Regions from separate parts of the Macaca mulatta genome. Here region 2 is linked to region 1. Evidence: chromatin contacts called from public Hi-C data. All regions are on one chromosome and are shown on one strand. Each heading gives the region's core, a stretch centred on a gene start, on an enhancer-like site or on the middle of the called end of the contact. The rest is flanking DNA. Distances are from core to core; before and after follow the strand shown.

Region 1 (3,951 bases), core at 1,148-3,647:
CTTCTGTGGTGGTGTACTGTTTAAGAAAATGTTCCAGAGGAAGGTGTAAAACAGTGTTGGGTGGAATACTATGTGGGTGGGAGTGATGGATGCTGTCCAGCACCTAACATGGGGCTTATTCACTGCCAGTATTAGGAAGTCTAGCTAAAACCTCTGCAGGGAACAAGAAGATGTACTTCCATCATTACTTCCAAAAAGTAAGTTGAAAAAGATAGTTGCTTTTTTTAAAAAATAAATTATTTACTTTGCTCCCATAATTTTTACAAGCATTTTTCATGTTTTACTAGAGACCCTAAAAGTTCCAGGTCAGGCCAGGTGTGGTGGCTCATCATGCCTGTTAACTCCAGCACTTTGGGAGGTCAAGGCAGATGTATCACTTGAGGTCAGGAGTTTGAGACCAGCCTGGCCAACATGGTGAAACCCCGCCTTTCCTAAAAATAAAATAAAATAGATATTAGCCAGGCGTGGTGCTGTGCACCTGTGATCCCAGCTACTCAGGAGACTGAGGCAGGAGAATCGCTTGAACCTGGAAGACAAGAGGTTGCAGAGAGCACCACTATACTCCAGTGTGGGTGACGAAGTGAGACTCTGGCTCTTAAAAAAAATTTTTTTTTTTTAAAGTTCCAGGTCATATGGCTATCTTGGGCTATGAAAAACACAAGGACTACCAACTCCACAAGGCTGGCTTTGTCCATCCCTTAAGATTAAGTTTTACTCTATTACTCAAATACTTTATTTCAACTTTTATTAAACCAAATCCAGTAACTTTTGCAATGCCTTACTAGAGGGTTGCCTCACAACTGAACCATCATTTCTGGCGGGGTAGAAACCATGGCTTCAGGCACATGACTGAAGTTTGGCCATGTTCCATCATTAATGTTCCAGCATCACCAGGGACACAAAGCTGCAAAAATGAGAAGGAAAATAAGGTTAGAGAAAGGATCCAGGCAATGATAAGGACTGAGGAAGACAGGTTCTCCAACCCTTGAACTCACAAACCCTGGAGCTCAAGGATTGCATCCTTCCTCCAAATCTCACTCAACATAAGTGCAGAACATGCCAAAACACTGTATGAAGCACTAGGGACAAAGACAAGGTCAAAATCCTTGTAACCAAATGTGATGGTATTGTAGTACAGTGTTAACACAGGGGACAGTAACAGAACACCCTAGAACCAAACAGAAGAGTGTAGCGATAAACATAAATGAAGTAGCATGAAATAAACTTCCAAATGGAAAACTTGTCCATACCCCCAGGGCAACAGTCAACTACAGTCTTCCAAATGACAAATTGCACTTAGGGCACACTAGATAGAAAACAGTATTGTGTCTTTTTTTTTTTTTTCTCAAATAGACGGGGTCTCCCTATGTTGGCCATTCACTCCTGCCTCGATCTCCCAGAGTGCTGGGACTGCAGGCGTGAGCTACCCACGCCAGGTGGGTACTTGTAGCCACACCAAGATTAATCCCTTCTCTTCCTCAACAGCGGCCGCGCCCCCCACTTCCCATTTCAAACCTCAGCATGAGGACTTCTACCCAAATCTCCCTACGACAGGTACTTCTTCAACTCTTCCACCACCTCTTGAGGCTCAGGGAATTTGAGTTTGCGTGGGGGCCCCTTCTTAATCCCAGTCCAGAGCTCCGCACCTGCGAAAGGACAGAATGAAGTGAAGTTACAATACTTCGGAATCCACCCGCACGTCTCTGAAGTCATGAGACTGCCGCGGTTTCTGAGAACAGCGCTTCCTCTCTTCGGAATCCACGTCCCTCTCCCCTCCGCCCCTCTCCCCCACACCCACGTCCCCACTTACTGCTGCCGTCCGGGCGCAGCAGCGTCACCTCGAAGCTGCCCCTCCGGGGCTTGGTCGGGTTCACCTTTACTGGAAGCTCTGGGGCCTCCAGGCGCAGCGCCTGACTCAGGGCCGCGGCGTTGCGCCCATAGACGCGTCAGCTCGTGCTAGGGAGAGAAGGGGAGGTTAGAGACCGGGGCCTCTGGCCCCGCCGCGCCACTATTCCCTCTCCCCGGTTACTCTCCAGGCCCCTCACCAATGCTCGATAACAACGGTTGTCTCCTCCATTCCCTCCCCGCTGTTCGCCAGCTTCTCTTGCTTCTCGGCTGCGGCGACCATCGCGGCCTCAGCCTTCCGCTTCCTACCGCGGGGAGCCATGGCGCCTAGAACCTGGCCGAGAATGCAGCAGGCCTGGTGGGTGGGGTGCAAAGACGCGACCACTGAGCTGGAAGTGGGCAGCGAAGACCGCAGCCCGGAAGCTACCCTCCTACAGCGGAAACCTCTCCCCAAGGAACGGAAAGCGTGGTCCGCAGCGCCCACGTGGCCTGGAGGCGGACCTTGGGGCACAACCACTTTGCAAGCAGGGAGAGGGGAGGTGCGGGAAGCGCCTGACGGAACCACCCATCGCTTCGGGTCGACGAGACAGGGGACGCTGGGATGGTGAACACAGCAGGAAGGGGCGGAGACAAGGGTCCTATTGCAAGCCTCGCTTCACGCGCCGTCTTTTCTGTACCTTTGCGTCGCGCTACATGTTGTGTGCAACGATCCGTCGCCAAACTCTCCTCCCTGGCAACTGCGAACCAATCCCAAACTAAACCCACCACCTAACAGTGGCCCCTATTCTAGGCTTATGGAAACTGGCCTTCTGCAACTCTTGCCAATCCTGGGGATCAATGCCCGGCCTTTGGTAAAACCGAATAGGATGACCTTTGACGTCAAGATGGGCAATTCCTCTGCAGTTGCCAGGCTTTTCTAGTACAGGAACACACAAAGGTGCAATCAAAAGGAAATCCCAATCTTTTTATTGTGGAAAACCATCAACTGGGTGTGGGGAGTAGGTCAGAGGGTTAGTGAAAGTCCAAGGGATTTCTCCTCCAAGTCCTATCACACAAAGGGAAGTCTCAAGCCTCTATTCACCCCTTCTCAATCCCCACAAAACAGGGGGTTGTTCAATATCGTCTTCAATGATAAAAAAAACTTTGTGGTTAAAGGTTTCTCCTTAGGACTAGTGACAAAGTTAGGCTTATGCTTTTAGTAAAGACCATAAACCAAGCCAGAAGGGCTTAAGGAAGCAAGAGTCCTTGAGGGAAAATTCTTAGCTTTCTATACCCCAGCATCCTAGCTTAGGGTTAAATCTAGGTCTAACCAGGCTCTGCAGGTCGAGTAAGAAGGAATAATGAAACCATAGTTTCATAGAGAAACCATGGAGATGTCTGAATAGTTGATAACACACTGACCCAAGCTTGGAGGAAAACCATTTCCCCTCCATCATAGGAGATCTCTTTCTTTCTTGCTCCAGTGAACAGCTGGCCACCGCATGGCAGGCCTTCTTGTAGGGTGCCTGACAATTCCCTAGATGCCTCTGTAAAATCAGAAGCAGCACCCTGCCGCCCCACCCAGTCACAGCCAAACGGAAAACATAAATAAAAGGCTGTAGCCTCAGGCTTGTGGTTATGGAAGGAGCCTGGAATTGACAGGAGAGGAAGCACTGCCAAAGTGAGGATCTTATTTGTCCTTCTTGCTTTCCCCATCAGACACTCTGGTGGGGGTTGGAGCCACAGGCTGCTCCTCGGGGATATTGTCTCCAGCCTTTGATAGCTTCTTGGCCCGCTGGTATAGCTCATTTAAGTTAAATTCTCGGATCACATTCTCCTGCACAAAAGAGATGCACAAATCAGGATCTGGGTTGGAAGGGAGAGTAAAGAGCCTGGGAAGTAAGGCATTTTACACAGTCTGGGAAAGGAAGGAGTAAGCAAAGGACAAAAATCTTCCCTAACCTTCCTCTTTTTTAGGTACCCAGAAAAGTCAACTAATAGTTAAATACCCATTATGTGCCAATGGGTATTTAACTATTCAATGGGTATTTATTCACTGTGCCAAGAATTATATATACCTAAATTATTTAATGTAATCTGCAAAACAATCCTGTAAGCCAGGGGTTA
Region 2 (4,331 bases), core at 1,160-3,659, 73 kb after region 1:
TAGGCCTCGGTAACTTTGTTAACAAAAGCAAATTCTTGGTTTGTAGACAATCTGTACTTTGTTTTTTTTAAACAGTTTCCCTCTATCACCCAGGCTGAAGTGCATGTCACTGCAACCTCCACCTCCCCGATTCAAGCAATTCTCCTGCCTTGGCCTCCCGAGCAGTTGGGATTACAGGAGGGCACCACGACGCCCAGCTAATTTTGTATTTTTAGTAGAGATGGGGTTTCACCATGTTGCCCAGGCTGGTCTCGAACTCCTGACCTCCAGGTGATCTGCCCACTCACCCAAAGTGCTGGGATTACAGGTGTAAGCCACCCTGCCCAGCCAATATGTACTATTAAAGAAACTTTTCCCTCAAAATCCCAAAGACTAGAAAAGATGGAAAATTACACTAAATTTTATCTAGAGTAGAATATCATTTAGATACTATATATTATTTCATATATTTTCCACAGGAAAAAAGTCACATGGACTAATACTGACATAGCAATACAGAGTCATGAAAGGCCATGCAATTTTGGGAGTATAATACTGGGAATACAAAAGAGATCCACATCTGAGATGCTTGGGGGGGCTACACAATAGAAGGGAAACCATAAAACCTAAGAATTTACTGCGTATAAATAAAGATGAACCAATTCTTAGCAGAAGGATATGCTGCAGATAGTAGGATGAAACCACAAGGGTGAGCGTGGTTCATCAGAGTCAAGAGTCCGAATCCATACTAGTATCAAAAAAGTAAACAAGAATATGTATGCCGGCCAGGCGCGGTGGCTCATGCCTGTAATCCCAGCACTTTGGGAGGCTGAGGCGGGCAGATCATTTGAGGTCAGGAGTTCGAGACCAGCCTGGCCAACATGCCAAAACCCTGTCTCTACTAAAAATACAAACAAATGAGCAGGGCGTGATGGCGCACGCCTGAAATCCCAGCTACTAGGGAGGCTGAGGCACAAGAATCGCTTGAACCCGGGAGGTGGAGTGAGCCAAGAACGCAGCCACTGCACTCCAGCTTGGGCGACAGAGCCAGACTCCGTCTCAGAAAAAAAAAATAATAATAATATGTATGCCATATTGAGGCACAGAGTAAACTATGAAATGGAAATATGTATATGTAAAACAATACAGGATATGTGGTTTGAAGGCTTTAATAAGGTTTAATACAGGTATTTCCTTAAACAGGTGGATACCAGCAGTACCAAGGACAACACAACTATTTTTTGTTGAAATAAGTGGTGTAACAGTAATAGAGTAAATCTAAATACACAGTAATGGAGGTACCATGGAATAATTCACATGTCAAGGTATGGGAGAAAGAGCCAAGAAGTTTAATGTGGGTGTTATCATTATATACCGAGATCGTAAAATACATGGCAATATAATTTTGTAAACATTAAGTTTATAGAAAGGGTGATAATGAGCATTCTGAAGATATTTGATCCAGGACAGAGGAATACTGAGATAAAAGGATGATATGAAAATGTTAGATCAACTTGCTCAAGATGGCATTAACCAGGAAGTGAAGAATCCAAGGCAGAAAAATAGTCTAGAGTATAACATATATGTGACCCTACAACTGCCTTCGTAACTTTTAGCAACTTTCTTACTTCTTATTTCAGTGTTTCATTTGGCCAAGTGGGTAAAACACTTTCCACCTCCCTGCCCCAAAAAGAAATTTACATAGGTAAAATATTGACAAACGCATTCGAGTTCCACTTTAAAAAGTACAAAGTACTAAAAGCATGGAGCACTCGGCTGGTGGCGGCAGGAGGAGGACGCGGACGGGTGAGAGAGAACAGGTAACAGAATGAAGCTTGAGCCAAAATAAGTATCAGCAGAGTGGAGCGAGGGAATCGAACCGCAGAGCGGTAAAAGGGAAACAGCCCCCGGTCCCCACCACCGGACGGGGGCAAAGAGAATCACCCGTTCGGGCAGGACTGACGACCGCTGAAACCGAGGAGAAGGAATCCACGGCGGCCAGGCCCACCGAGGTTAAGAGAGCGGGCAGCGGGGACCGCAGAGCCCGAGGGCGCAGGGCCGGGGGCGGAAGGGGCGGCGGCTGGGCGCCAGGCACCGGGGACCGTGGTCTCGAGCTGAGTGGCCGGCTCTAATCCGTTCCGAGCCCTGGTGGCCGTAGATCCCCGGCCTCTACTCGTCGTCCGTTTCCAGGGCCCACGGGTCCCGCCGCGGTTGGAAGACCCGGCCCGGAGGAGAAATGGGGCCTTAACCCCCTCCCCGTCGTCGGTCCCCCTTCCCTAGAGGTCACCCTCCCCTCCCACCTCACTGGTCCGGCACTTCCGGTTCCGCAGGCACCGGTGTCCTCGGCACTCACCCCCTAGCCCGGTGCTCGTCACCACCACCGTCGTTGTCACCGCCGCCTCCCGGCAGTGCCGTCCTGCCTCAGAGAAGCAGCGCGCGGCCCCCGCACGCTCCACGCCCGCCCCGCTGCCGCGCGCTCCCGCCAGGCGACGCTCGACTCGGAGCCGGCGCGCGGCCGTTGCCCTCAGTGCCGGGTCTCGAACCCTTCCAGCGTTCCCATTGGTTCCCTGGTCCGGACTCGCGCGACGTCTCGCGCGGCGCACGTTTGTCTCATTCATGCGGCTCGCGCTGCCGCGCCCACCCCCGCTCACTCTCCCATTCACCCATATCCCCCACCCCGACTCCGATCTGGGGCGTGCGCGCGAACCCTGGCGACCGGGGCGACCTCGCGTTCTGATTGGCTGCAGCAACACAGCGTCGTACGCACTCGAGGAGACGAGAGCGCGCACGTAAGGCCGTGGGGTTGCGGGGACGACTAAGAGACAGGGATTGGCCTAATGCACAGGAGTCAGGAATGAGGAAATGGCCAGGCGAGTCTTCCCTTCTCCTGCGTCCTGTTGTATTCCCACTGAATCCAAGCAAAAACTCTCGGAAAGAAGAAAAGAATTATGTGTGTGTACTGGAAGTACTCAAAAGCAAGCAGCCACCTTCTCGAATTCAGCAACCCCTCTCCCAGTGAGGTGGTACAGTCCAGACAGGCTTCTAGCGCAGCCAATTACTGACGGAGTTTCGCCGCTTCCTGCTTCAGCCCCTTCGCGGCGGATTGGCCAACCATTTGGCGACTAGGCCTGCCTTTTCTCCTTCCCACCTCCTTTTTTTTTTTTTTTTTTCCAGACGGCGAAAACTTTATTTAAAACAATCTTGCTGGAGAAATCTTCAGTCCGGCGAGGTCGCTGGTCCAGGCAGAATCCAGGATGATGGAATGCTCTGGGCTTTGGTCCCACATGAAGGGGACGCCCGGACTTGAAGAGCCATTGTAGGGCGAGTCTCCTGCCAAGGGCCGGGGAGGGAGATAAAGAAGAGCAGGCGCCAGCCTTGGAGCCGTAGCGCTAACCGTGAGAGGGAAGCCTAAGGAGCGCGCGACCTGAGGCGGTGGCAGCACGCTCCCGCACCCGGCGTGCGAGCCGGGAGGTGAACTCTCTGAATTCCATTAGTTTCCCACTGCCACAGGTGGAGTGGGCGCCCGCATCCCTCACCTCACCCAATCCGAGAATACAAAGCTGGAAGCAAAAGGTTCTCTAGGTCCCTGGCGAGCTCACTCTGCATAGGTCACAGTGCTACGCTTTGCCCTGATTAGCCCAAGACAGCTGTGAACCCAATAGCAATGCCACGTGTTCTCTCCCCGTTCAGTTCGAGGCTGTTTCTTTTTTGGAAAGCAACTCTGGCTATTACATAATGGCCCCTCAGAAAGGTGTTTCACGAGCCACTTCCCTGAAGCCGAGGCCCCTCACCTGTCTGTAAAATCCTGCCTGTCCTCGGGTTTGGTCTCAAATGTTGCTGGCTTTACTGTGGTTCTGACACTTTAGTATTAGGCAGCAAGGTAAAGGAGAACTACCTTCTCCTGTTTTCTGGAGTCTAGTTCCTTCTCTGACATGGTATATATTATCAATTCTAGTTTATTCTTGTTAACAGAGTCAAACCAGCATTTATTGCAACACACTTGAGAGTTCTTTATAACGACTTTGTATTTTTAAAACTCTTTAGACCTGGCCTGGCGTGGTGGTTCACGCCTGTAATCCCAGCACTTTGGGAGGCCACGGCGGGCGGATCACGAGGTCAGGAGTTCGAGACCACCCTGGCCAACATAGTGAAACTCCGTCTCTACTAAAAATACAAAAATCAGTCGGGCATGGTGGGGGGCGCCTGTAATCCTAGCTACTCGGTAGGCTGAGGCAGGAGAATTGCTTGAACCCAGGAGGCAGAGGTTGCAGTGAACCGAGTTCAGACAACTTCACTCCAGCCTGGGACACAGCAAGACTCCATCTTAAAACAAAACAAAACAAAACAAAAAC

What was found. Hi-C and Micro-C count contacts between places; a contact is called where the count stands out from the background.
Region 2: a Hi-C map of fetal cortex germinal zone shows a contact between it and region 1, with 1.7 times the contacts expected there. The contact joins the promoter of ZDHHC5 here to the promoter of SELENOH in region 1. A contact is called at or near these places in 4 of 14 Hi-C or Micro-C datasets (CD4 T cells, cortical neurons, fetal cortex germinal zone and 1 more).

The regions. Positions count from the first base shown.
Region 1 is chr14:15,652,736-15,656,686 of T2T-MMU8v2.0, forward strand. It overlaps SELENOH (selenoprotein H), which reads right to left and starts at 2,398. Exons shown (of 4, transcript NM_001321341.1): 1 at 2,046-2,398; 2 at 1,811-1,956; 3 at 1,536-1,646; 4 at 662-904. The coding sequence starts at 2,167. The coding sequence ends at 1,546. It overlaps TMX2 (thioredoxin related transmembrane protein 2), which reads right to left. Exons shown (of 8, transcript NM_001195759.1): 8 at 3,208-3,661. The coding sequence ends at 3,515. It overlaps BTBD18 (BTB domain containing 18), which reads left to right. Exons shown (of 2, transcript XM_028842744.2): 2 at 1-254.
Region 2 is chr14:15,725,800-15,730,130 of T2T-MMU8v2.0, forward strand. ZDHHC5 (zinc finger DHHC-type palmitoyltransferase 5) reads right to left here and starts at 2,410. Exons shown (of 12, transcript XM_015114147.3): 1 at 2,280-2,410. It overlaps LOC144334210 (a long non-coding RNA gene), which reads left to right and starts at 1,742. Exons shown (of 2, transcript XR_013403802.1): 1 at 1,742-1,799; 2 at 3,154-3,553.